Regions from separate parts of the Mus musculus genome. Here all the other regions are linked to region 5. Evidence: chromatin contacts called from public Hi-C and HiChIP or PLAC-seq data. All regions are on one chromosome and are shown on one strand. The core of a region is the stretch at or near the end of the contact, and the rest is flanking DNA. Distances in the headings are between cores, read along the strand shown. Region 1 overlaps Cdh13 (cadherin 13). Region 2 overlaps Cdh13 (cadherin 13). Region 3 overlaps Cdh13 (cadherin 13). Region 4 overlaps Sdr42e1 (short chain dehydrogenase/reductase family 42E, member 1). Region 5 holds the start of Cdh13 (cadherin 13). Region 6 overlaps Cdh13 (cadherin 13). Region 7 overlaps Cdh13 (cadherin 13).

Region 1 (3,273 bases), core at 582-3,081, 600 kb after region 5:
GACAGACAGTAAATATTAGACTCCAGGCTATACATACAAACATACATACATACACACTACACACACATACATACATATATACATATGTACACACACATATATACATACATACACACATATACACACACATATATACGTACACACATACATACACACAGTATACACACACATATATACCTACACACATACATACATATACATACATATACATGCACACACATATATACATACACACACATATATACACATATATACATACACACACATATATATACACATATATACATACACACATACACGTATACACACATACATATACATTCACACATACATACATACACACATATACACACATAAATACACACACATACATATATACACATATACATACACAAACATACATACACACATACATACACATTCACACATACATGAACACAAATATATACTCATACGCATACACACATATACACATATACATACATACATATGTACACATACATATACACATACACATATACACACATACACACTCATACACAGACATACATACATATGTACACATACATACATATACATACATAAATACATAACACTTATGCATACATATACCCACATATATACATACATACATATACACATATATACACACACATATATACACACATATATGAATAGGTACACATACATATATACATAATGCATGCAGCAGGGTGAAGATGAAGCAAGGAGATACACCTCAGTGGGGCCGTCATGCTGAAAACAGAGAGCAGGCTCTGAAAGATGAACACACCTTGCTCATCTTTCTTGTCTGAAGTATGGATTTCTGAAGAGTGGGCTCTGGGGACAGGGTGGCATATCTCTGATGTGACCAACACATAGGTGCCAAGGACAATTAACAGCTCTGTGGCGGAGAAACCATTAATGCCAGAAGAGATCTTGCCATTCAGAGCCGTTAATTTAGCATGACACCAACAGGAGTGTTTGTGTGTGCTCATCATGGTTTCAGACATTCTTCCCTAATTGAGTTAATTAAAAGTTAATGGCATAAGAGCATATCCCGATGCTATAAACGACAGGCACGTGACCTGTTCTCATACTTTATCATTTGCATAAATCTTTCACTCATAGTCAAACGCCGCCTCTGAAAGAGTCCATTCCACACCGGTGCCTCTCCTCCCTCTGAGGAGGGCAAGTTCACTGTCCTCTTTGATATATAAACAAAGGGTGCTGGGGAGAGAACAGAAGCTTCCATTAATGCTACCTGTCACTTCTACCTTGTTCTTAAGTATCTCAATGGCGTAAGCCCCCAAAGTTACAGCTGTGGACAGATGGACAGACGCTGCTGCTGCTGCTGCTGCTGCTGCTGCTGCTGCTGCTGCTGAGGTGGTTTGAATAAGATGGAGGACAGGGAAATGGTGGTTAAGAGCAAGTTCTGAGTTAGACTGGCACAAATCTTAAAGCTGTGACAGTCGCCAGGCCTGGCTTCTCTCCTGTGAAAGGGAGCTCGTAAAAACGTCCAGCATTCTCAGCATCACCAGGAAAGCTTCTTTCCGACACTCGGCAGAGGTAGCTGCACAGTGAATCCAGACGCAGGCTGCGTGGTCCATCTTCAGCATTAATGGATAAGTCCCTAGGCGTGACTCCACCCACTTCTTTTTCCAGCATCTTTGATCAGATGGCCGGCGGATATGCTTTTCTTATGTGTCGCCTCGCTAGATAAATTTACCTCATAAATACTGCCCCCAAAGGAGTGGCAAATGTGTCACAAGCCTGGGAGCATCTGGAAATGGTTCACATAAGGAAGGAGAAGGTCAGGAGGCAAAACTCTGCCTGGGCAGCCTCACTATGGTTTAGCTTAAAACTTAATGCCAGCAAACCTCCCAACTCAGAGCAGAGCTAAGAGCCAAACAAAGACTTCTTGTGTCTCCAATACAACGAATCATAGCCCCTCTTCAAACCTGGGAGCCAAGCCTCCTTTAGGGCTGAAATTCTAAGGACAGGTGGTGATGGGTCTCCATGAAACCTAATGGATGTTACTCATAAGTAACTTTATTTATTTTTTTCAAATTACATTTATGTACACATGTGCTAGTATCCCACCGTACATGTATGGACGTCAAAAGACAACATGTGGGAGACAGATCTGTTCTCTCACCAGCTAGGCCTTAGAGATGAAAGGTTGTCAGGCTGGGCAGCAAGGGCCCTCACCCACTGAGCCATCCCTCTGGGCCTGACTTTTGATGGGTTTTAACAATTAAAAGTTATACAGAAGACAAGTTCACGTGGCTCTTTCTTGGGATAATTCTTACCGAAGGTCAAAAGATGGCTTTTAGATATCTGATAGTAAGTTCTACAGTTCTTGCAAAGAGAGCCAGCCCTGGCTTCCTGGCTTGCGTTCTGGGCATGTGCAGACTCAGCACAAAGCTGCCGGGGGGAGGGGGAGGGGGGGGCTGTACCCACCACCCCCACTTCTCACGGCTTCTAGCTCTTCTCCATCTCCTGCTACTTAAGATGTTGGTCATCCTTGGGGGCTCCCAGAGACTGAACCACTAACCAAAGAGTAAGCACAGACTGGACCCCCACAAGTATGTAGCAGACATGCAGCATGTTCATTTGGGTCTGCCCGATGACAGGAAAAGGGGCTGCCCCCGAATCTCCTGCCTGCCTGTGGATCCCATTCCCCTAACTGAACTGCACTGGCTTACTTCAGTGGGAGAGGATGTGCCTAGTCCTGCAGTGACTTGATGTGCCAGGATGGGTTCATAACTGGGAGGGAAGAGATCCCTTCTCACAGGAGAAGGGATGGGGAGAATGGGGGGGGGGGGGAAGAAGTTGTGTGATGGGAGCTGGAGGAGAGGGGGCTGATATTACTATGTAAAGTGAATGAATAAATAAATTAATGGGGGGAAACGTTGGTCCTGATGTGGAAACGATACAGTGATCTGAGAGTAAATTAGAACACCCAGTTTTAACAACACTGATCTGAGATGCTGTGTAAAAGTATATTTCAAAGAAAGTCCTCAAGGGATGTGCAGGGCTAGGAGTCCAGCATCCTAGAAAGAACAAAATGCTTGTGAGCATCTAGCCCTGGAGACCCTAGAATCTTTCTTGGTCTTCTCTCTGGCACCTTGGATTCTGTGTGAACCAGCTTCCCCTGAAGGAATCTGCGAGACAGGCTGTTTGGTTACTTTTAGGCTCACCCTTGCCAGGACGTGACTCCATAGCTCTGTGCCTTTCAGCATCTGCCTGCTGGGTGCTAAGAGTCTAGGT
Region 2 (3,340 bases), core at 725-3,224, 740 kb after region 5:
ATGGCTCACAGGAACACTTGCAATGCACCAAGCCTGCTTAGGTTATTCTAATGGCTGACCCTGTGTACCTGCCTGTGCTTTCCTGTACTGTCTGGGATGGTACTGATGGCTGCTCTTTCTGAGGACTCACTATGCTATGTTCTTTACACAAATAGTAGAATTTAATCACCCAAAGTCCTGTGAAATGTTTGTAACAGTGATAGTTGCACTTTGTAGATTTAAAAAACAAACAAACAAACCAAAACAGAGGCACAGAGGGGCTAAGCAGTTTTACCAGGAATGAGTGGCTAGTGCGTAGCAGGCCAGGAATCTGAACCCAGTCTGCCTCTGGAGTGCCTATTTTCATAAGTCAATTCTGGAACTCAGTGACTACCCAAGGCATGACCTTAAAAAAGTGGGAAGGGGCTGGCTAGATGGCTCAGTGGGCAAAGATGCTTGTGGCCAAGGCTGACAATCTGGGTTTGATCCCCAGACCTCACATGGCAGAAGGAGAGAACTAATTCCCACAAGCTGTTCCCTGACCTCTACATGTATGTGTGCCATGACCACAGCATATACATGTGCGCGCACACACATACATACACACACACTGAATAATTGATAATTTTTTTAAAAGAAAGTGGGGTAAATGGTTTCTAACTGTCAGTGTTTTGGGGGGGTTTTGTTTGTTTTTTATTTTGATTTTGTTTTTTGTTTTTTCTTGTGTCTTCTCACATAGATGTTAGAGATCAAATTTGTTCTTTCCCGATGTCTGTAGGAGCACTTCATACCTCAGAGGAGCATGAGCTCCTGAGCAGTGCTCACAGACCTGTCCTGAAAAGAGTGCTCCCTGCGTCTCCTCCTTGCACCAAAGGGAGGTGATAACCCAATCGGCCTTAAATCCAAGGCTTGCCAGCCAAACCCGGCTGCACTGCTCAGTCTGCTGATGTGGTTCATACTGAGGTTTTGTTTTTTTTGTTTGTTTGTTTTTGTTTTGTTTTGTTTTACTGAAATGAAAATATACTACATGCTGCTGGAGCTATGGCTCAGTTGGTCCAGTGCTTGCCTATCTGTACAAAGCCCTTAGTTGGACCCCCAAGCACCACATGGGTATGATGGCAGGAGCCTGTAATGCCAGCACTCAGGAGATAGAAGCAAGAAGATCAGGAGTTCAAGGGCATCTTTGGCTGTTTCATAGATAGTACAATGTCGTGCAGGGATACAGGAGGCCCTATCTCAAATAAATATATTAAAAACAAGCAAACAATCCCATGCAGCCCTCTCCTGCCTCACTGAACTCTGACTCTCCTGAAAGAGCGGCGGCTGGCACATTGGTGGGCGGAGAACCCAGGTAGACTGGGTCATCCATGACATCTCGTTTTTCTGATGGTTAAAAAACATCGAAAGATCTGCCTCAGGTGTCGGGGCAGGACTCAAGGCAAGCCCTAGAATGGCTCCCGACAAATCAGAAGGCAGCTGGAGTCAGACATTACACCCACCATCATTAATAAGAGATTTGACTCTCAGTCTTTTCCAATGGGTACCTAATTTACATACATTTGCATTTATGTTCATGTATTTTGTATTTCTGTACACTTTAATCCCACCCCTTTAAACATAGCTGTAATAACTTCCCTTTCCCCTTGCTTATAATCCAGAAGTTTAAGCTTGATTTGAGCCCTCAAATTAAGGGCTAAATCCCGTCAGTCACCATGGCAATTGTACCCTTCAGACATTCCTAAGGCTACCCTGAGTTCCTCCACCGCCCTGATTTACAACATGAAGTTTAGCACCCTCGGCCTCCTTGGGAACCCAAGGGGCAAATTGGTTACTTAGCAACCTCATAAACGAAACAGCTCACAGTACAGGTTCGCCCCATTTTGCTATAATGAAATAATACATCTTGCGAGAATGAAAAAGCCGAGGTGTGTGCCATGTGCGAGGTTCACACTTTGGAGACAAGCTGTTCCTTCCACACAGATTAGCAGACAGACATTGTGTTGGCTGCCCGCTGGCTCGCAGTGACTCAGCTTTTCCAGAATGAAGTCCTTCTAGGAGAGTCCTAGGGCTGGAAGATGACTACTCGGTTATGTTGACTTTCCTAGCAGCCTCTGGGAGTGGGATGTAAATTCAGATGCTTTTAAGAGAGTGGACAGTCCCTGACCCGACTCATCCCTTCTGAGCTGTCTTGAGTCCCAAAGCACCTGGCTTGAAACTAGAGCTCATTCTTCTACCACATAAAATCTACAGCAGCAGCAGCAACAGCAGCAGAAACGGTAAACAACCGAGCTGAAGGAGGAAGGCCAAGCAAGCAAACGGCGAAGGATAATCTTCCTTTGCCATGGCCCTACTCTCTGGGCTGCCACCAGCAGATGACACCCTCTCCTGAGGCGGGCCTTCCTCAGACGAGGCTTTTCCTGCCCAGAGACCTAAACTGTGGCAAGTGACATTAAAACCAACCATTACCACCTCTCAAAGATGCCCGAGTCAGTAGATTCTAAGATGGCGTACTGTTGGCATAGGAGAGCCGCACACACCCGGCACCTCATCTCTCTATTATCTTCAGCGCCTCATGGAATGTAAATGCAGTGTAGGTTTTTGCTGAACGGTGTTTAGGGAACGATGAGAGAAAAGCCTACACATGCTCCATACAGATGTCACTATTTCTCCCCAAATGCTTCTCTCCGGGAAAACAGGTCGAATGCAAGGCACAGAGCCCGTGGATGTGGAGGGCTGTCAGTATGAACATTGAAACATTCCTTCTCTGTGACAAAGCCTTCCTCAGCAGTTTCCCTGAGACCCCTCCAGTCAGGATGTAGCCCCTACCGAAGGAGGAGTTCTGTTCAGAAACACACACAGTCCACCCATGACTCGTGCTGTCAGAGCAGAGGCCACCTGCAGCTGGCTCTGCACCTGTCTCCTTTTCAGGACTGCTCAACATGTGTGTGGGTCCCCTTCCTCTGTGATGGCCATGTGGGAGCGCATATCATGGGTGATGGGTGACCCATCCCTTCTTTTAATTCCTGAGTGTTCTTTCTATACTGCGGAAAATGTCTGAGGCAGAAAATGAAGTCACCCGTAACCTCAGGATCCAGATAAGCAGATTCATAGATTTTCCTCCCCTCTGGGTGAATTGAAAGCAACAGATGTTGATGGTAAAAATGAAGATGAAGCAGGGGATCATAACAAGACAGTCTGAGAAGGACAAGTCTCCCATCTCCTACAGTCCCCGCCCCTCTCTCCCAGCAGTCCCTGGGAACTAATAGCCTAGCATATGTGCTTCTTTATTTGTTTAAGGCTGGATCCCAGAACAATGCACACTCCGCATTCTTTGTGAAAGGCGTTGTCTCACTACCTATTC
Region 3 (3,502 bases), core at 478-2,977, 700 kb after region 5:
AACAGCCGCAGAAATTTTAAAGTTTCATTTATTTTACCTCTCCTTGTGGGGAATCTTGATTTCTAAGTCCCTGGTGGAAAATTAGCCACGGGAGATACCGAAGGTGGACGTCCTAAGTCCAGAGCAAAGGTGGCAAGGAAATTGTCTGCTGATGGAGCTAATGAAGACTGAATGTGGCAGTGAAGGATGCCCAGGGAGCCTCTCTTTCCCACTTACTGTTACAGATCAAGCTCCAGGGCAGCTATAATAGTCCAGATATGAAGCTGTGGCTTTCTTGTGTATTTCACTTCATTGCAGTCTTTCATGGCCCCAAGAAGTTGATAAAGGAATTCTCATTTACAGATAAGGAGCAGGCTCTTGGTGAGCAGAGGACTCACGTGAGTCTTGGGTTGCCCCTCAAGTCTCTCCTGAACACATGCATTTCAAGCAAAGATCAGTAGAAAGGAGGTCACCTTCAGCCCTTAATCCATAAGAGGAAGGGGACCAGGGCCACGGGTGCTCGATCCATCCAGGGGTCAGGTGTCAATGGAAGGGTTTTTTTTTTTCTCCAATATTTAGCAGGGTTCTCCAGAAAAACAGAATTGTGGGGTGTGTGTGTGTGTGTGTGTGTGTGTGTGTGTGTGTCCCCACAACTACACATGCCTGTGTATTTATTTATTTTCAGACTGTATTATTTTATTTTGCATGAGTGTTCTTCCTGCTTATATGTATGTGTGCCATGTGAGTACCTGTCACCTGTGAAGGCCGGAAGAGGGTATTGGATTCCCAGGAGGACCTGGAGTTAGAGACATCTGTGAGCTGCTGGGTATATACTGGGTGCTAGGAACTGAACCCAGGTCCTCTGCCAGAGCAGCCATTGCTTTTAACTCCTGAGACAGCTCTTCAGCTCCAAGAGATGTATTACCAAGAACTGGCTAATGGACTAGAGAGACGACTCAGAGGTTAAAGAAGGCTTACTGATCTTGGCGAGGACCAGAGTTTGGTCTCTGACACCCATGTCAGGTGGCTCACAGCTGCCTGAAAGGTCCAGCTCCAAGGGGCCCTATGCTGTCTGTTTGTCACCTCAGGCCCCTGCATTCACATATGCATAGATGCACCCATAACACATGTAATCAAAAATCAAACCTTTTAAAGAAGAAATCACTGGTGCGATCATGAAGGCTGAGGTGTCCCAGCGTCCACAGGCAGCAGGTTGAAGACCCAGAGAAGCCGACCTGTGGTTCCAGCTGTAGGCCTAAGAACCAGAGAGCAAAGGCTGCAGCTTCCGGCCCAAGAGCAGGCGGGGTCGTGACCTTGGAAGAGCTGATGTCTCTCATCATTCTAAAGACTGGAAAAGTCCACCATCCCAGCTGCTCAGGGAGGCAGGGGGAGACTCTTTCTTAGTCGTCCTTTTTATCCTGCTCTCCCTTCAGCTGATTAGATAAGGCCCATTCACTTCAGGGAGGACAACTGTCTTATTAAGTCTGCAGAATCAGATAATGTCACCCGCAAAGCCCTTTAGATGGGCCCAGAAAACAAAACATTTGACTGTCTGGGTGCTGAGTAGCCCAGCCAGGCTGAAACACAGAGTTAATCACATCAGTTCTAACAGCACCCACCCTCTTGTGACTCCAGCCACAGAGAAAGAAGCAGAGGGACTGTCACAGGTGTAAGGCCAGTTTGGTCCACACAGTGGGGTCCTTACTAGTCAGAGCTACATAGCAGAACACACTCCAAAAACCACAAAAAAGGATACAGTCAACCATCACACACAGTGGTATGCAGATATCTGGCCTCCAGTTTCCAAGGCCTAGGGCTATGCCTGTGATGGGTTTTACCACATGCCCACAGAGTCCCTTCCCATATAACCACAGTGACTCAACAGCTGATCTCAAAGATGGGGCACCTTCCTGGGCTAACCCAGGGCAACCAAAATAATCACTTGAGCTTCTAGGCACAGAGGACAAAAGTACGGAATGTGCTGTGTTGGACTACAGTCCGGCGGTCACACAGAACACTCAAAGCCGACTCCACTGCCCACATAACACTTCACACCTCTTGATCAAATCTCAGCTCTGGCTCTCCCCTGTCCCCAGTTCCTCATCACCACCGTCCTCCCTGCTTCTGGGAGATAATCTTTCTTAGACTCCACACACGACATACAGGGTTGATCTATCTGTGGCTGGTTAATTTTGCCAGGCAAAACATCCTCAGAACTCACCCACAGCATCGCAAGTGACAGGGCAGCTTGAGATGATGGATGCATTAATCAGTTGGATTTAATCACGCAACACTGTAAACACATATCAAAGGATCACAGTCTAACCCACGGATATAGACACTGGTGACTTGTCAATCAAACTAGGAGCAATCTGAGGCAACAAACTGACTTTGAGAAAAACAACAGAGCTGAGAGAGAGAGAGAGAGAGAGAGAGAGAGAGAGAGAGAGGAGGGGAGAGGAGGAGGAGAGGATGGGGAGAGGGAGAGGACGGAGAGGGAGAGAGGGAGAGGGGGAGAGGGGGAGGGGGAGAGGGAGGAAAGGGGGAGAGGGGGAGGAGAGGGGGAGAGAGAGGAGAGGGAGAGGGAGAAGGAGAAAGGGAGAGGGAAGAGAGAGGGAAACAGGGGAGAGGACAGAGGTCCCTCTGAGTAGTTTCTATCTTGAGTTTCGGAGCAAATCGCACCTATGGCTGCCCTGAAAGTAGACCACATGGGAAGCAAGGTTGGAAATCCTCCTGCCTCCATCTGTGAAGAGGGCCTTTCTCCTGATCTTCTCATATGAAACCCTTGACACCTTGATTCAGCTCCTCTGGGCGCAGACTTATGACGACAGGCGCTGGTGGTCAGATGTGACGTGTGTTCTGTCTGGGGTTGCCGTTACCACTTGAGTACACCAGCAGTGAGCCAAGCTGCTCCCTACAACCCTGTGATAGAAATCAATGAAAGAGCGAGCTCACAGATCATTCAACAAGTGGCAAAAGGTCAGTGGCTAGTGAACCGCCAGTTTAGAACTCCAGTCTCATCCTTGAAACAGCATCAGTGGACCTAGGGACCCAGAGCAGCGGCCGTCTCCTGTGGTTAGAAGTATTTTGATATTTTTAGTATTGTGAGATGACAAACCGACATGGCCTCCACCTTGAAGGGATCACCTCAGATGTATTAAAGAACTTTGCCACGCCCAGGTCCTTTTCCCTCTCAGAAGCCCAACCACCATTCACTCAACCTCCCCTCTCTTACCCAGAAGAGACATCACTCAGCAATGATGCCATTCATTGGAGATGGCATGTACCTGCACGAGGATAAACTCTCATCAATGAAGAAGAGTTTGCTGCCACCCCTACACAGTAGTCAGTAGGCCACACCTCACACAGTGTCCCATTATCTCCTAGGAGCCAAGCTGCGTGGGATGTTTGCTTTAAAATATAGTCTCTTCTGGCTCACCTTTCATTCTAGAATTCCTGTGGCGTATGGAGTATGGGACAGAAAGTGACATGGTACCAGAGGCCCATTGGACATGCAAACTTT
Region 4 (3,591 bases), core at 875-3,374, 620 kb before region 5:
CTCTTTCTCCTGGGAGGCAGAAGTACGATAGCACTAACCACTTGCCCTTCCGGCTCAGCAACCTGTGCAGGGAGGACCAATCTCTGGAGTCCCTGGAGCCTTGGGGGATCAGGTGCTGGGAGGAAAGTTGAGAGGAGGATGCTGAATGGTTCTTCTTGGTCAGGTGACTACAAGCAGCCTTCTGATTGGTTAGGCCTGCAAGTGGCGCTCATCCCCGTGGAAGTGGCAGGTTGTGGATTTGTCTTTAAAGTTCTTGTCACAGCCTGCCTTGGTGAATTGTAAGCATGTAAGAAAGAGACCCTGTCTCAAGAAACAAGGTGGATAGTTGCTGATGAACGACACACAAGGTTAACATCCGATTCTTCATGGCGCGTGTCTGATACGTAGGTATACTGGAACACATACACACTCAAAAACTCTGACAGCCTCTGCCTATCTGTGGGGAGAGTGCCGATCACTCTATTCCATCCGTATCCCCTCCCACTTTCCTGAGCATTCCACAGGATCTTCAATTGTCACCATATCCCGTGTGAAATGTCTCCAGTTACCTTCTAGGTCTTTCCTAGTCTTGACTTAGCTAACACATGATTGTACCATGATGGGCTGTTTGTGAAGGCTGGGGACAGTAAATTACGTGTCAGAACGTGTATTTACCCCTACAAGGAAGGAGAAAACAGCCCACCAGATGTATGGTAGGCTAACCCTGGCTTCCCATAACCTCCGCCATCTGGTGGCCGTGACCTTGTATGACCATCATGGTCATATCCACGGAATAGAGCTAAGCGATTTGATCAGTTAATGTCTCACATGGACATTAACATTAACACTTTGTTGTGGAATTGTGGTGTGTGACTGAGTCTATGGTTGTGAGATCTTTTAAGACCTCAGACCTCATGTGGGGGCCTTCCAGACGACAGAGTTTACAGGAACTTTGGTCCCTTAGTGGTCTGGGCAGCTGTTCCAGTAGAACATTCATCTCAAAGAGATCTGTGGGTGACACTTTTGTCTGACTGGACGACGGGCAACAAGACTAACGGGAAACACAGGGTTCAGAATAATTCCATTTGTAATGAGCACTGTCAGGTCTACTGAAGGAACATGAAACGTGAAGGGGTGTCTGGAGCAAGCCGGATGCAGGCCATCCTCAGTAACCTGCAGATACAGGCTACTGGCCCTGGAGCATCAGTGATGTGGTGGGGGAGGGGGGGGGGTCAGAGCCCAGACTCCATGCCCGTTCTCAACACTCCCAAGACACTCCTCTCCCACATGGGATAAGACTGATCTCTGCTGCTACTGGTGTGTGTGTGTGTGTGTGTGTGTGTGTGACAGTTTGTGACACTTAAGACCCACCTCACCCTCCTGGATTACCTGTTTTAGAGGACACAAAAAGCTACATCATGACAATGTTCAGCAGTCATATAGAAATGTTCCTATGACATGTGAGACCTTTTCCTCTGTCATGTGACGGGGCATCCTGAAAATTCTAAATGAGATGCTATTTAGAACACATTCTGAGGGGGGCCCCTGAGGTGGTGCTCAGCGACAGTGGTACCGGCCTCGTGTGTCAGTAACCCTCTCACACGGACATCTTGTGGTGCTCCTTGCCTGAAAGCCTAAGATAGTTGAGCCACCTTCCTCAGAGAGCCTAGAGACAGGCTACAAACATACTGCTCTAAGAGCAGTGTGGCCCTCGTATTTATGGGGAAGATTCTCGGGTAAGAGCACCCCAACACTTCATCCTTTATGTTCTCAACAAGCCACTGTGAGACCGACTACTTCACAAAAAGGGCCAGTGTGGTTGGTTCCATTTCTCAGACATAGACAACCAAGCTCTCTAAAGGTACTTGGTAAAGACAGATGATGTGTGCCTTGTAGCATTAAGTTTAGGACATCCCTCAAAGTATCCATCCTCCATTCAGCAGGGACCATGCAGCTATTAGATGCTCAAATTCTCCCAGAATAACTGTGTACCGTCCACTGCAACACCCCACCATGCTTCACTACTGCCTTCCTGCAGATGAGACTTTGGCACAGCAAAGACTTTCTTCTCCCTCCTCTGGTTCCTAGGCAACCGTGCAATATAAACATCTTCCGCGGCAGTTCACTGGGTGGCCAGACAATGTGGCTGCTGTTCCTCACTGGAAGCTGCTTTGAGAGGCCACACTTTCCCCAACAAGCAGCACTACACTGTGATTTCACACAGCGCACACTGCGGAGGGCTCCTGGGGGAATACTCACAGACATTCCAGAAACTTCAACAACAACTGGCCCTCTGAAGAGAATGCTCTCAGGAAGAGACCCATCGGAAGAAACATACCGTGACAATACTGGTAACAATGGTGACGTGCATGCATGTGTGTATGTGTGTGTGTATATATGTGTATGTATGTTATGTGCCTGTGTGTGCATGTGTATATGCATGTATGTGTGTGTATGTGCCTGTGTGTGCATGTGTGTATGTGCATGTGTGTGTGTGTGTGCTGTAAACATCTAATTTAATCTTTAGAAGGGTCCTAGGCAGTAGGCTATCTATCTCTCTGCTTCAACACAAACGCCCTTGTCCCGCCAAGGGCAGAGGCTTTTAGAGGCTCCTAAGACCTCTGCTATGCACAGCTAGCTAACCCTGTAACACCACTTTCCCCTGAGATTGCTCTGTGAGGGATAAGACCCAAGCCTGAGTGCGGCTTATTCCATACCAGTCTGAATCTCACTGCTTTATGCACACGCAGTGTAGGAGATGCTCACAGGTTCTTCTTTGGCCTCCAAGGTAGAGTTCCTAACCCAGCTTATACCCTTTCCTGGCTTCAGGGTGTCTTTCTGCTGCACTTGGCTAGGGTTCAAGGACATAGAAACCAAACTCCCAACTTACCTTTGTGTCTTCTTGTGTTCCAACAGGGTCAGTTGAGACAGAGGAAAGTAGTGAATATTTAACCCAATAAGTCATTTTTCCTTTTTATTTATTAGCATGGGTTAAGTATATAACAGTTTCATTATAACATTTCGAACATGTATATAACGTAGTTCGATCCGATTCACCCCCACACCCTCTTTTGTCCCATTCCCAGTCTCTTCCCAACTAGATTCCTGTCTAAACTGTGTGTATGTGTGTGTGTGTCCCAGAGAGTTTCACTAAGCTTGCTTACAGGGGCATGGGGCAATTCAGAAGTTACGAAACCACTAGAGAAAGTGTCTCCCGCTCCCCAGAAACCACCAGTCACCTCAGCTTTTCAGGGAGGAGTAGGTATCGAGCTTCTCCCCTTCCCATGGCAGGATGGTGATAGGCCTCAGCGTATGAGTCTAGTAGTGCATCACAGTTACCGTTAGGTCACGGGGACAGTAGTCATTTCATTCTCAGCAGACAGACTCCCCAACACCCGCCCCCTACCTTCCTCCAGCTTTTGCGTCCTTCCTACCCCTTTTGCTACAGAGTCCTGTGAGGCTATGAGGGAGGCTAATAGGGTGTCTTGTCTATGGATGAACACTCAACACTCAGCACTTGGACCGGATATGAATCTCAGAAGTATAACTGGTGCCCCTACGGCAGAGAGAAGCACCTCTGATCACAGCTGAGAGTAGCACTAATCTACAGAT
Region 5 (3,548 bases), core at 444-2,943:
TAGTTGGCTAAAACAACCAAGCACCAGACATGAAAGCATTGTCACGAAGGCCCTTGGGGGGTGGGGGTGGGGGAGAATCACATGCAGTGACCTTATGGCCAAGGCGCAGACAAGGGAGGAATTTTAGAAAGCATGTCAGTTTGAGTGGGTGAGGTGCTCATTCAACGAGGTGCCGCTGAATCCGCAGTGTGACCTTAGGAGTTTTAGCCAGGAGACAAATGGAGACTCAAAGTCTGGGCAACTTGCTCTGAATAAAGAGCTGGGGTGTCAGCAGGCTAGTTCAGTTCCAGACTCTAGGGTCCTCCTTACCGTCTGCTAGTTCTTGATTGACTTAGCTATCTGCTCTTTGATACATACCAATCACTGTCTCATCATCCCAGGCCCTGTGCTGGCAGTTGAAATATTTCCCAAACCCACTGGCCTATTGCTCAGTGTCTCGCTGTGACAGATGCCACGTGATATATTGATACCAGTATTGAATGTAACTTATACACATTTTCTTTACTTTCTTTCTTTTTTTTCATTTATATATTTTTTTTTTTTGTTTTTTTGTTTTTGTTTTTGTTTTGTTTGGTTTGGTTTGGTTTGGTTTTTTTGAGTCAGGGTTTCTCTGTGTAGTCATGGCGGTCCTGGAACTCACTCTGTAGACCAGGCTGGCCTGGAACTCAAAAATCTGCCTGCCTCTGCCTCCCAAGTGCTGGGATTAAAGGCATGCGCCACCACTGCCCGGCTACTTATACACATTTTCTACAACAAAAATGGCATTCATTTTCTTTTTCATATTGCTTTGGCTACTAGGAAGCTCATTTGTCCAAATCACAGCAACTCGGTTGTAGTTGGAAGTTAGCGTTTTAGTTTTATAAACTTTTTTTGCGGTCCAAGTTTTCTATCTCAGATGGATAAATGCCTTTTATTGTAAAACCCATAAGTCCTCTCAGGAAGAAAGCTGCACGAAAATAAGGACTTTCCTGCCTTAGCTTTAGATCTCTTCGAGGGAAGAACCGCCTTATGTGTCCCTGTTTCTCTAATCTCCAACACTCCCCAACTCTAGGACTCCTTGAGCCATGGCTAGCACTGTTTCGAGCCCTTGGGAATAGCTCAGGGACTCTGAAAGGTCACATCCAAAGGGGGAAAAACAGAATTTTCTCAAGCCATGACTCACTCTGGCTTTGGTTCACGCTTGTGGAGTGTCGGCCAGTCCCACCCTCACCTGAGCAGTTAATAAAATCTATTGCTCCTTGATGGATTTTTCCTGCAAGCTAGAATTGATCTGTCCACTCTGTGATTTGTGGTGATGGCAGAAAAACACCAAACACCACCGGTGGCTGAGCCACTTTGGGGGCCGATGGGGGCGGGGGGGGGGTGAGGGGGAGAGGGCGAACGAAAAACAAAGCCAAAGAAATCTACCAGCAAGACTCTTAGGGCATAGAGGGCTGCGGCTGCGGGGGTCATTTTATGTGATTTATTGGGAATAAAGTGGATCTTATTAACATTTTAATAAAGAGAATCTTTTTTCGCAATGTGTTAGAAGTGGCTGCCGGTCCCGGGTGCAATTCCAGTTCCTAGGGAAAGTGGAATCAGTTGGCATTGCCCAGCCTGATTTGTGAGGCTGGGCACCAGGAGTCAAAAAAAAAAAAAAAAAAAAAGCCAACGTGCCGCCTCCTTGCTCGGAGGGGGCTCTCCCTGCGAGGTGCTCGCCCCTATCTGCCATGCAAAACGAGGGAGCGTTATGAAGGAATCCGTCTTGTAAAGCCATTGGTCCTGGTCATCAGCCGCTACCCAATGCTTTCGCGATGCTGCCGCTGATCTATTTGGGAAGTTGGCTGGCTGGCGAGGCAGAGCCTCTCCTCAAAGGCTGGCTCCCACGGAAAATATGCTCAGTGCAGCCGCGTGTGTGAATGCAAACGCCGCCAGGCGCTTCTTCTAGTCGGGCAAGATGCAGCCGAGAACTCCGCTCACCCTGTGCGTCCTGCTGTCCCAGGTAGGGAATGTGAGCCGCAGTCAGCGCGCTCCCACCAGCTTTCTGCATTCAGATCGCCCTGCTTGGTGATGGCCAGAAGCAATCGGAGGGACGCGGGGCTTCTGCTAGCCGCCGTGCAGATATACCCGGCTAGCTCAGATGCGAGGTCACCCTCAGCTCCGATCCTAGAGGAGCCTGGCTCCTCTTGCCGGCTAGTGTGTGTGTGTGTGTGTGTGTGTGTGTGTGTGTGTGTGTGCGCGTGTAAGCTCATTCTAGGGAAGACAGAGCCTTTTTGCAAGCAAAGCGACATCCTGGCTGACATCAAGTAGGGTAACTTTGGTTCGCCTCCTCCCGAGGTTCGTGCATCGGATACACACTCCTTTCGAGGCGACTCCTAGGGATTGTGCTTGCCCCGTAGCCCAGTGCCTTAGCCGGGAGGAGGGGGGGCGGGAAGAGCCATTCGGTTCAGCCGGCAGCCGGGCTGGGAGAGGCCGGAGCTGGCATCACTGACTTCCCGGGGCGCTCGTCCTCTCTTCGCCCAGCTCGGCTGGCGAGCTGCAAGGCGCCTCCCGCCAGCGGATCTCCGCAGCCCGGCTGCTGCTGTCTTTCAAAGCAAGGCGCCCGCCGCTCCGGCTTTGGGGTCTTCCGGCTCTCCAGCTCCGGGCTGAAAGGGGCCTGAGCACGATCCCCGGTCTCCTCTGCATAGCGCAGGCCCACTACCCCCAGCCCCTTGGGCCCCCATTGTCCAGACAGCTGGAGCTCCTGCCCGAGCCCAGGCTGCAGCCTCTGTTGTCTTCCCCGGGCGGGCGGGTGGCGCTGAGCACAAGGAAAAGTTCAAGCCTCCTCACCAGGCTGCAGCTGCCTGGCAGATAACCCTCCAGATCCTTGCGGTGCCAGGGCAAGGTTGGGAGAGCAGGAGAGGCATGTTGGGGCTCTCCTCAGCCCGGCTGAAGCTCGGAGATCCCTGGAAGTTTGGGTGTAGGAAAGCAACACTTAGGGGACAGGCCAGAGGCACTGGAGGCTGAGGAGGCACGCCCAGTCCTCCTCTAAGGACTGAAGCTCCAGGAAGCATGCTGGCATACTGGCTCGGTCCCTCCTTGTCCTTTTAGGCAGCCTCTGGGAACTAGAACTGGCAGTCTACAAGTGGGTAGTTGCAGAAGTGCAGGGCCATGCAGAGAGAATGGGGGGGGGGGGTGCGGGAATGCCTGAGGCATGGGTGTTGAGTTTTCTGGGCAGGATTCTTGGGTTCCAGTGGAAGAGGCACGGGGTTGTACATGAAGTGGGAAACTGGAGATGAAGTCAGGGTTCGGTAGGAAGCCTTCTAAGGGGAGATGGCTGCTGGAGAGGAGCTGGCACCCCAGAAATGCAATGACCATAGAAATGACCCAAGGGTGTGTGTGTGAGTGTGTGACCCTGCCAGGACCCTGGGTGACAGAGTAGTAAGATGCTTTCTGCTGGGCAGGCTCTCCTGTCCTGAGTTCTGACATCTCTGTCAGTGGACACACAGTCCTGGGGCACACACAGTTGTTGCTCTTTTCTATTAGAGGTTTTCTAGCTGATTCTCTAGGGCCCTGCTATGGATCCCATC
Region 6 (3,296 bases), core at 402-2,901, 670 kb after region 5:
TCCTCAGGTATGGAGTCTGGCTCAGGGGCTGGAACGCAGTGTCTTTGATCATGTTCCTGTACTTGGTGCTTTCATATTACTGTTTTAATTCTTGAGGATTTTTTTTAAATGTACTTACATCCTTCTGAATGTATCTGAACATGTGAATTCAGTGTTCACGGAGGCCAGAAGAGGGCATTGCATCCCTTGGTTGCTGAAGTTGCAAGTGGTTGTGAGCCACCATGTAGTTGCTGGGAATCGAACCCATGTCCTCAGCAAGAGCAGCACATGCTCTTAACCACGGAGCCATCTATCTCTCCTTCTTAACTTTTGATTCCTACAGATCTCCCCATAATCCCAATCACCTCTCTTCCCATAATTTGTTTCCCAGAAGACTCTGAAAACATAGCTGAGCTGACACCTCATTTAGAAAACGTCCTTTGACCTACAAAATGGATCCAGAAACACTTTGCCCATTAGTGAGCTCAGCACGGCCTTGGGCTGTCACATGTCATTCATTCTTTCTTAAATAATCCCGTGAATCTGCTTGCTTTCACTTGAACAGGCATTTATTTCAACACTGTAGTCCACAAGCTGCTGCTGAAAAAAAAAAAACCCTACCATCACCAAATATATAAAAGATGCTGTGTAAATGTTAGACTGAAACACAAGAGAGGGAAGATGCTGTGTGCCAAATGGAGTCTCCCCCTTGCACAAGTGCGGAGGCAAATGCTAGAATAAAGAAAGCGGACGGGGACAAAGGGATTCACTAAACAGAAGGCAGCAGACAAAGTCATCACTGAAGAGGAGGCCCTTGTGAGGAAGTGCGTCCCAGCATTCCCATCTGTTACCGGAGAACATAAAGTTTTCTCTTTTCAACTAGAATTTTCACCAGGTAACAACAGTGAATATTGCACTGGTCTTCCGAGAAATATTTTAGTAGACATGCCTCCCCCAACATGCGCTACACCTACCCGGATGTGCCACATCAAGTCTCCCATCTGGGGCTAATCCTGGGGTGGGTACTAGAATCTTCAGGCCTCCCTCCGCTGCATTCAGGACCGTGGACAGCGCCCAATGGCGCGTTTGTTCACCTCCTGATGGGTTTGGGGAGTCTAGGGATGGACTGTTCCAGGGATGAGTCTCCAGCAATGGTAGTGTTGTAGGATCAACCTCACAAGTTCAGAAGAGAGCAGAAGTGCCAGCTGCATCGTGCTTCCATAGCTCTCACCCGCTGTGCCCCAGCAGCTTGCCCAGTGAGTCTGTGAACCGCGGGGAGGGTGAGGCTGTGCTTCTGCCCAGTGTGTTGCAGATGCATGCGAAGGGGACATCAGGGTCGTGAAAGTGGCTTTCAATGACACTTTTCAATTCTGAGCCGTCCAGGACACTTGAGAAAGTTGAGTGGCTGTTAGGCAAGGGAGGTCTGAGAGGGTACATAATGAAGTCGAATAGAATATGGGCTTAGTTATAAATAGGGCTGTCTATTCTGCTTGCTCAGCAAAGAGACCATTCCCCAATCTGATGCAAGGGCATGTGGCCAAAAGAGAAGAGATGATACAATCTGGGTTGAAATCCAAAAGAATCTAACAGCAGGGGTCTGATCATGCCGCAGTCATGACTGGCTGCTCGAGGCAATTTCCCCCCCCCCACAAATGAAAAATCAGAGGAGAGATGCTGAGCTAGGGTTCTGAGAATGGCGGGGAGGGATTTATGTAAGAAATATGAGCCTATTCTGGGAACTTGGATTGCCTCATTTATAAAGGCAGGGACAGATGGGATCACTTTGGTGGGGAGGAATCTGTATTAAGTTCTACTTGCATTATTTGCCTTCGTTTAAATATGCTTATTAGTAATATGTGTGTCAGAACAAAACCATTTGCTATCAATCATCACCAACAATGAACACTCCCATGTTGAATCATCAGTCGGCATGTTTTTGACAGTTAACAACGGGTGCACTGAAGTCGGCTTCTTCCCTTGAAATGGAAGGAAGATGTTTCCGCTGAATTCTTAATACTTTGCTTTGGGGCTGGGTCCCCCCTCGAAGAATTTTTAAAGGTCTCATTTCTCTCTTGTCTATTGAACTGTCCTCAAGGGAGAGTAAAATATCTTCCTGATAAAATGAAGAGAAAAAAGAAAGAAAGTCTTTAGCTGATTCTCTGTTTGTTTCATTTATGGAAAATAAACTCTCTGAGAGACTTTGTTTCTGTGTGCTGTGGAAACAGAGCTCACGCAGTTGTCCTGGTGAGCTTATCTTTCAGCAGACATCAAAAGACTGCATCATGGGCAGTGTCCTAGTTAGTCCTGTCAACGTGCGAACTTGACACAGCTTAAAGCCACCTGAGAGGAATGCCTACATTGAGGGATTGCAAAGATTAGATTGGCCTGTGGGTGTGTCTGAGAAGGGTTGCCTTGATTGTTAATTGATGTAGGAGCACCCGCCCCACTGTGGAAATCACTATTCTCTGAGGAAGGTCGTCCATCATCCTGGGATTTATGAGAAAGCTAGCCAGGAAGGCATCCGCCTGTGGGTAAACCAGCAAGCAGCGTTCCTCTGTGGTTTGTTTGACGTTCCTGCCCTGACTTCCCTCAGTGGTTGTGAGCCAACACAAACCCTTTCCTCCCTTAAGTTGCTTGTGGTCATGGTGTTTATCACAGCAACAGAATGGAAGCAGAAGATAGCTGGTAACAACCAGAGCCCGGGGAATGGTACTGGGAGGAGGGCGGTGACTATTTTCAATCAATTCTTCAAGAAAGGCATGTGCTTTTGAGGACAGGTGTGAATGAAAGAGGTTAGGGGGCAGAGCTATGGAAACCTATAAAGGAAACAATGTATCCGGTGAAGGCACAGCACGTACAAAGGCCCTGCAAACACAATTACTTTGGTAACTTTGAAGTAAACCAAGAAGTGTGTGGTGGTACCCAAGTGGTTCTAGACAAAGAGATCCAATCAAGGATGTATCCAGCTCACCTAAAACCTACAAGATATCCAAAGCTAGAGAGAAAAGTCCCACTCAAAATTTGAAAGCTAATTTTGGAATCTGAGGGGCATGGGAGAGAGCATAGGACAGTTACGAGAGAATTGCATGAGCAGGAGGTGACAACTTGTCCAAGAGGGTGACCCACAGATAGTGAGCAATGCCCAGGTTTATCATAGAGTTTAAATTTCTAGTGGGGACCAGATAGTGGGCTGGAGGTGTGGGATTCTCAAACTATACCAATTTGCACTGGAGAGATGGCTTTGAGTCCACTCAAGCAAAGCTAGTGTCTTAGACATGCTTAATAAGAAAGCAGGGTGGGAGTTTGAAAGATGGCTC
Region 7 (3,670 bases), core at 849-3,348, 810 kb after region 5:
GAATCCCAGGGCCATGGTGACTTCGGTTCTCTACTTTCATTTCTTCCTTCAGCCATGACTTCAATTAAATGAAGATCGGTGAACAGTTTCAATCAATTAGGCATTCAGCAGACACTAGCCAAGGGAGATCTACTGTGTCAAGTGTACTTAACCTGAGATGTTGGTGAAGAATTGATGAGGGCAAGGTTCCTTCTCTGCCTTCAGCCAAAAGGAGCTCACATGCTCCTAGAAGCTCACATGGCTTGAAATCTGTCAGTAAGTTATGCAGAGAGTCTTGGGTGGCCCTCTCTTCCGAGGTTAGGGAGCTACCAACTCAGTGGGCTGAGGGTGACTATATAGAGCCACTTGGGTAAGAAACTCCCACTTCATTCACAACATGCTTAGCGTGCATAATTAACACTATCTCCCAACGTCTGGGGCGCAAGTAGAGATCTGCTTCTGCCAAGAATGTTCAATACCTGTCTTGGACCCCATATTTTCTCTACAGTATTTCAAAGGCAAAGAAACAAGATATGTAGTAGACACACCTTGCAACACATAGCTAACAGCAGCATGGGTGAAGTTCATCAAAACTTCACCTAAGCTCTAGGAGTGCATTATTAACCTGACCGCTCACACTTAATGGTTAAAAGTCTGACTCTGATTAATTGTAGGAGAATAAATCAATGTTCTAGCTTTGACGGTGGGAGGAACGTGTAAGCTTTAAAAAAAAAATCTGGGATCCAGGGTGAGCTCAATAAACTCAGTGTTTTATTTAAGCTTCTGGATATATATATATATACTATTCCACTGAAACTACAGCTCTCCTGCCATTTAGGTCACTTCAGGTAACAGTTCTGGTTGGGTACGTCACCCTGAGCATCATCATGATGCTCAAAACGTCATCAGGATAAGTAGCCATATTTGTCTGGTTGGGTTCTAGGCTGTCAGTGTTCATGACTGCACTGTTTTTAAAGTTAAGTATTAGTTGCAGAATGGCTGCATCCACTCTGTGAGAGCATGACAGATTAGACCAGCCTTGTTCCTTCATGACCAGCCCAACCCCATTACCCTCTCTCTCCTCAGATTTCACCCGCATGACCAATATGAGGCTTCACTGTTGCAAACCTTCCATTCTCCTTAGATGCAGATAGCACCTGCACCGTGCACGCCTGCTGTGGGAGTTTCCATGGCAAGGATGTTCATTCACAAAAGTGGCGAATGAGTTGCTCGCCACACTGATGTATTTTATTTGATTGTGTAACCTGGAGTGTTGTCTATGGTATACCATATCAGATCTGCCCCCAAACAACTTCAAAGGCTTTCCTAATAGGCAGGTGCTAGCCTCTTCTTGATTACCCTATTGTTAGACAGCTAGGCTGATTCCAAATTTCCTGCCACCACAGAGAGTCTACCCATGAGCTTTCTTGTGCAAACTGCTTGACATGAGCTTCCCCAAGAGTTGATGCCAAGAAGGCAAATGTATTATTTTCCCTCAGTTATTTTCCCTCAGTGAAGCCCAGTTATCCTTGTAAGTCAATATCCTGGTCTCCCTTTGTACTGGCTGGTTTTGTGTGTCAACTTGACACAGACTGGAGTTATCACAGAGAAAGGTGAGGAAATGCCTCCATGAGATCCAGCTGTGGGGCATTTTCTCAATTAGTGGTCAAGGAGGGGGGGGCCCTTGTGGGTGGTACCATCCCTGGGCTGGTAGTCTCAGGTTCTATAAGAAAGCAAGCTGAGCAAGCCAGGGGAAGCAAGCCAGTAAAGAACACCCCTCCATGGCCTCTGCATCAACTCCTGCTTACTGATCTAATTGAGTTCCAGTCCTGACTTCCTTTGGTGATGAACAGCAGTGTGGACATGTAAGCTTTCCTCCCCAGCTTGCTTCTTCTTGGTGATGGTGTTTTGTGCAAGAATAGAAACCCTGACTAAGACACTCTTCATGTTAGCAGTGTGTGAGTAAGACCCTCACAAAAGATGGCACACTACCAGCCCAGGCATTGCCAAGCAGTCTGTTTCTTCATGGACGGAGGTCCTGTGCCCGTGACTCCTGCTTGTGTTGGCAAGGTTGCACCATGTCACCATCCTCTCTATGCTGATAGTACCTGAGGGTGGCAGCTGTCTAGCAGTGTTAAGACTGCCTCGTGTCCTCTTTTCCTGGTGTAGCTTTTCCTTGAAGGCCCTTATCCTTCACCTCGCTGGTACCTTCTCACCCCATGGGTAGCTGCATCGAGAACCTCCTCGGAGCCTGGGCCAGAGAAGCCGCTCTTTGCTCCCTCCATTCCCCACTAATGATTTCTGCCCCTTTATGTATCCATCTCCCTCTCTGAGCTCCGGGATGCTATGATGTATGACCGACCCCCTTTGTGCTTCTATTTCCCCAGCACCTGTCCCAGGCCCTGGCAGGCATCCCGTGAGAGTTTCAGAAGCTCTTGTCACAGAGCCACATCCCAAATGCAATGGAAGCCTGTAAAAATAAATCGCACATCAGCAGAAGAAAAAATTAAGCTGTCACTCCACAGAACAGGGGAGCTTTCTTTTCTGTATTTCGGGTCCTTTAATGTGATAGAGCAGGCAGGAGAAGCAGAGCTCAGGAAATGATTTGTCTTTTTAATTCAGAGAGTGATGGGCAGGCTATTCCCTCGCCGTTGCCCACTGGGGAGAGGCCCTGACCATCCTGCCCCTTTGATAACTGTCTCCTACCCTTTGGCCCTGCCCTCCTTAGGGACCACGGTGATGCGGATGACAGCGTTTGATGCAGATGACCCGGCTACTGACAATGCTCTCCTGAGGTACAACATCCGTCAGCAGACGCCTGACAAGCCATCTCCTAACATGTTCTACATCGATCCCGAGAAAGGAGACATTGTCACCGTGGTGTCACCTGCGCTGCTGGACCGGGAGGTGAGCGGAAAGGATTCTGTTTTCTTCTTTGTGAGAATGGAGCACAGCTCCCCACCAAAGAGAACATATGGGAGTCAAGGGCACTCGAGACCGTAAAGGCAGGAATGAGATGTTTACACATAGTGTGGTGGCTGGATCTCAATAGATAAACAGGTTGGGATGTGACCCAGCCAGGCACTCTGCAGGGCTGGGTGGCCCTGGCTATTTCTAGTCTTTCCACCAGATGATCTATCTAACCATTCTTCAGACTCTTGAGTTCCCTGTAGAAGGGAAGGCAAGGTCACATGGGGGAGGGGAAGAAGGGGGGCATAGCTCTTTCCAAAATTACCCAGTCTGTCCTTGGTACAGCCAAGAAGTTCTATCCATGTCTGCCCCCTGTCTTCCCGCCATCTCTGCCTTTCCCCTATAAGCCCTCTGTAAAATCACCCATCCCTCAGTTCACATGTCGTCATGCAGAGATGCCCTGAGCCTCTGTTGAACCCCATATTGACTTTTTGCTCTTTCACCCAGTGTTTTAAAAGCTTTTAGAATTCGGGGCCCTAACAAAACGTTTCAGTATAATATTTCCTTTCTTTAACTCCTATGTCAAAGTCTTCTGAAAATGAGCCATCTGAGAAACCTTAGGCCTCATTTCCCTTCGCACCATGAGTCTCGGGAGATATCATGCTCAGATAAAGCGAATGCCATCTGACCCATTTAAACTGAGCCTGTGCACGGTCCTTGTCTCTATGTTGGCTCACATGTGCACCGCCACCACCCGATGTGGCCCAGTCCTTTCCTAAGT

The links. Hi-C and Micro-C count contacts between places; a contact is called where the count stands out from the background. HiChIP or PLAC-seq counts read pairs in DNA pulled down with a chosen protein or histone mark.
Region 1: a contact with region 5 is called in an H3K4me3 HiChIP or PLAC-seq map of neural tube, with 6 times the contacts expected there. The contact joins the enhancer-like site here to the promoter of Cdh13 in region 5. A contact is called at or near these places in 1 of 39 promoter capture datasets (cranial neural crest), 14 of 115 datasets of contacts at active chromatin or transcription factors (craniofacial prominence, embryonic basal ganglia, embryonic forebrain and 9 more) and 2 of 9 other capture datasets (adipose tissue and embryonic stem cells).
Region 2: an H3K4me3 HiChIP or PLAC-seq map of forebrain shows a contact between it and region 5, with 5 times the contacts expected there. The contact joins the enhancer-like site here to the promoter of Cdh13 in region 5. A contact is called at or near these places in 1 of 39 promoter capture datasets (cranial neural crest), 1 of 15 datasets of contacts at CTCF or cohesin (stem cell-derived epiblast-like cells), 2 of 484 Hi-C or Micro-C datasets (cortical neurons and embryonic fibroblasts), 12 of 115 datasets of contacts at active chromatin or transcription factors (cardiomyocytes, craniofacial prominence, embryonic basal ganglia and 7 more) and 1 of 9 other capture datasets (embryonic stem cells).
Region 3: a Hi-C map of muscle stem cells shows a contact between it and region 5, with 1.7 times the contacts expected there. The contact joins the enhancer-like site here to the promoter of Cdh13 in region 5. A contact is called at or near these places in 3 of 39 promoter capture datasets (cranial neural crest, embryonic stem cells and hippocampal neurons), 9 of 484 Hi-C or Micro-C datasets (cerebellum, cerebral cortex, frontal cortex and 4 more), 17 of 115 datasets of contacts at active chromatin or transcription factors (SST interneurons, astrocytes, cardiomyocytes and 11 more) and 1 of 9 other capture datasets (embryonic stem cells).
Region 4: a contact with region 5 is called in an H3K4me3 HiChIP or PLAC-seq map of embryonic basal ganglia, with 7 times the contacts expected there. The contact joins the enhancer-like site here to the promoter of Cdh13 in region 5. A contact is called at or near these places in 1 of 39 promoter capture datasets (hippocampal neurons), 4 of 484 Hi-C or Micro-C datasets (cerebral cortex, forebrain, nephron progenitors and 1 more), 10 of 115 datasets of contacts at active chromatin or transcription factors (astrocytes, craniofacial prominence, embryonic basal ganglia and 7 more) and 1 of 9 other capture datasets (embryonic stem cells).
Region 6: an H3K27ac HiChIP or PLAC-seq map of SST interneurons shows a contact between it and region 5, with 10 times the contacts expected there. The contact joins the enhancer-like site here to the promoter of Cdh13 in region 5. A contact is called at or near these places in 1 of 39 promoter capture datasets (cranial neural crest), 2 of 484 Hi-C or Micro-C datasets (both in cerebellar granule neurons), 10 of 115 datasets of contacts at active chromatin or transcription factors (SST interneurons, embryonic basal ganglia, embryonic forebrain and 5 more) and 1 of 9 other capture datasets (embryonic stem cells).
Region 7: a Hi-C map of cortical neurons shows a contact between it and region 5, with 4 times the contacts expected there. The contact joins the enhancer-like site here to the promoter of Cdh13 in region 5. A contact is called at or near these places in 1 of 484 Hi-C or Micro-C datasets (cortical neurons) and 5 of 115 datasets of contacts at active chromatin or transcription factors (craniofacial prominence, embryonic forebrain, embryonic hindbrain and 2 more).

What each region holds. Positions count from the first base shown.
Region 1 is chr8:118,883,505-118,886,777 of GRCm38.p6, forward strand. All of the region lies in intron 5 of Cdh13 (cadherin 13), which reads left to right. Among named protein-coding and RNA genes, the nearest start is that of Gm31893, 170 kb to the right of the region's middle. Within about 2 kb of position 1,832, at least 3 of the 459 cell types and tissues checked have an H3K27ac peak or open chromatin away from gene starts, as enhancers often do. A contact at or near this core is called in embryonic limb bud and neural tube, where this site is marked.
Region 2 is chr8:119,019,102-119,022,441 of GRCm38.p6, forward strand. The region is part of intron 6 of Cdh13 (cadherin 13); the gene reads left to right. Among named protein-coding and RNA genes, the nearest start is that of Gm31893, 37 kb to the right of the region's middle. Within about 2 kb of position 1,975, at least 45 of the 459 cell types and tissues checked have an H3K27ac peak or open chromatin away from gene starts, as enhancers often do. A contact at or near this core is called in cortical neurons and forebrain, where this site is marked.
Region 3 is chr8:118,985,329-118,988,830 of GRCm38.p6, forward strand. All of the region lies in intron 6 of Cdh13 (cadherin 13), which reads left to right. Among named protein-coding and RNA genes, the nearest start is that of Gm31893, 70 kb to the right of the region's middle. Within about 2 kb of position 1,728, at least 4 of the 459 cell types and tissues checked have an H3K27ac peak or open chromatin away from gene starts, as enhancers often do. A contact at or near this core is called in muscle stem cells, where this site is marked.
Region 4 is chr8:117,658,462-117,662,052 of GRCm38.p6, forward strand. It overlaps Sdr42e1 (short chain dehydrogenase/reductase family 42E, member 1), which reads right to left. Exons shown (of 3, transcript NM_001357273.1): 3 at 2,938-3,591. Among named protein-coding and RNA genes, the nearest start is that of Sdr42e1, 13 kb to the right of the region's middle. Within about 2 kb of position 2,125, at least 74 of the 459 cell types and tissues checked have an H3K27ac peak or open chromatin away from gene starts, as enhancers often do. A contact at or near this core is called in craniofacial prominence, embryonic basal ganglia, neural progenitor cells and 1 more, where this site is marked.
Region 5 is chr8:118,281,918-118,285,465 of GRCm38.p6, forward strand. Cdh13 (cadherin 13) reads left to right here and starts at 1,694. Exons shown (of 14, transcript NM_019707.5): 1 at 1,694-1,981. The coding sequence starts at 1,937. The region is part of intron 2 of Gm51555 (a long non-coding RNA gene); the gene reads right to left.
Region 6 is chr8:118,950,915-118,954,210 of GRCm38.p6, forward strand. The region is part of intron 5 of Cdh13 (cadherin 13); the gene reads left to right. Among named protein-coding and RNA genes, the nearest start is that of Gm31893, 100 kb to the right of the region's middle. Within about 2 kb of position 1,652, at least 19 of the 459 cell types and tissues checked have an H3K27ac peak or open chromatin away from gene starts, as enhancers often do. A contact at or near this core is called in SST interneurons, forebrain and neural tube, where this site is marked.
Region 7 is chr8:119,092,478-119,096,147 of GRCm38.p6, forward strand. It overlaps Cdh13 (cadherin 13), which reads left to right. Exons shown (of 14, transcript NM_019707.5): 7 at 2,708-2,886. Among named protein-coding and RNA genes, the nearest start is that of Gm31893, 37 kb to the left of the region's middle. Within about 2 kb of position 2,099, at least 5 of the 459 cell types and tissues checked have an H3K27ac peak or open chromatin away from gene starts, as enhancers often do. A contact at or near this core is called in cortical neurons, where this site is marked.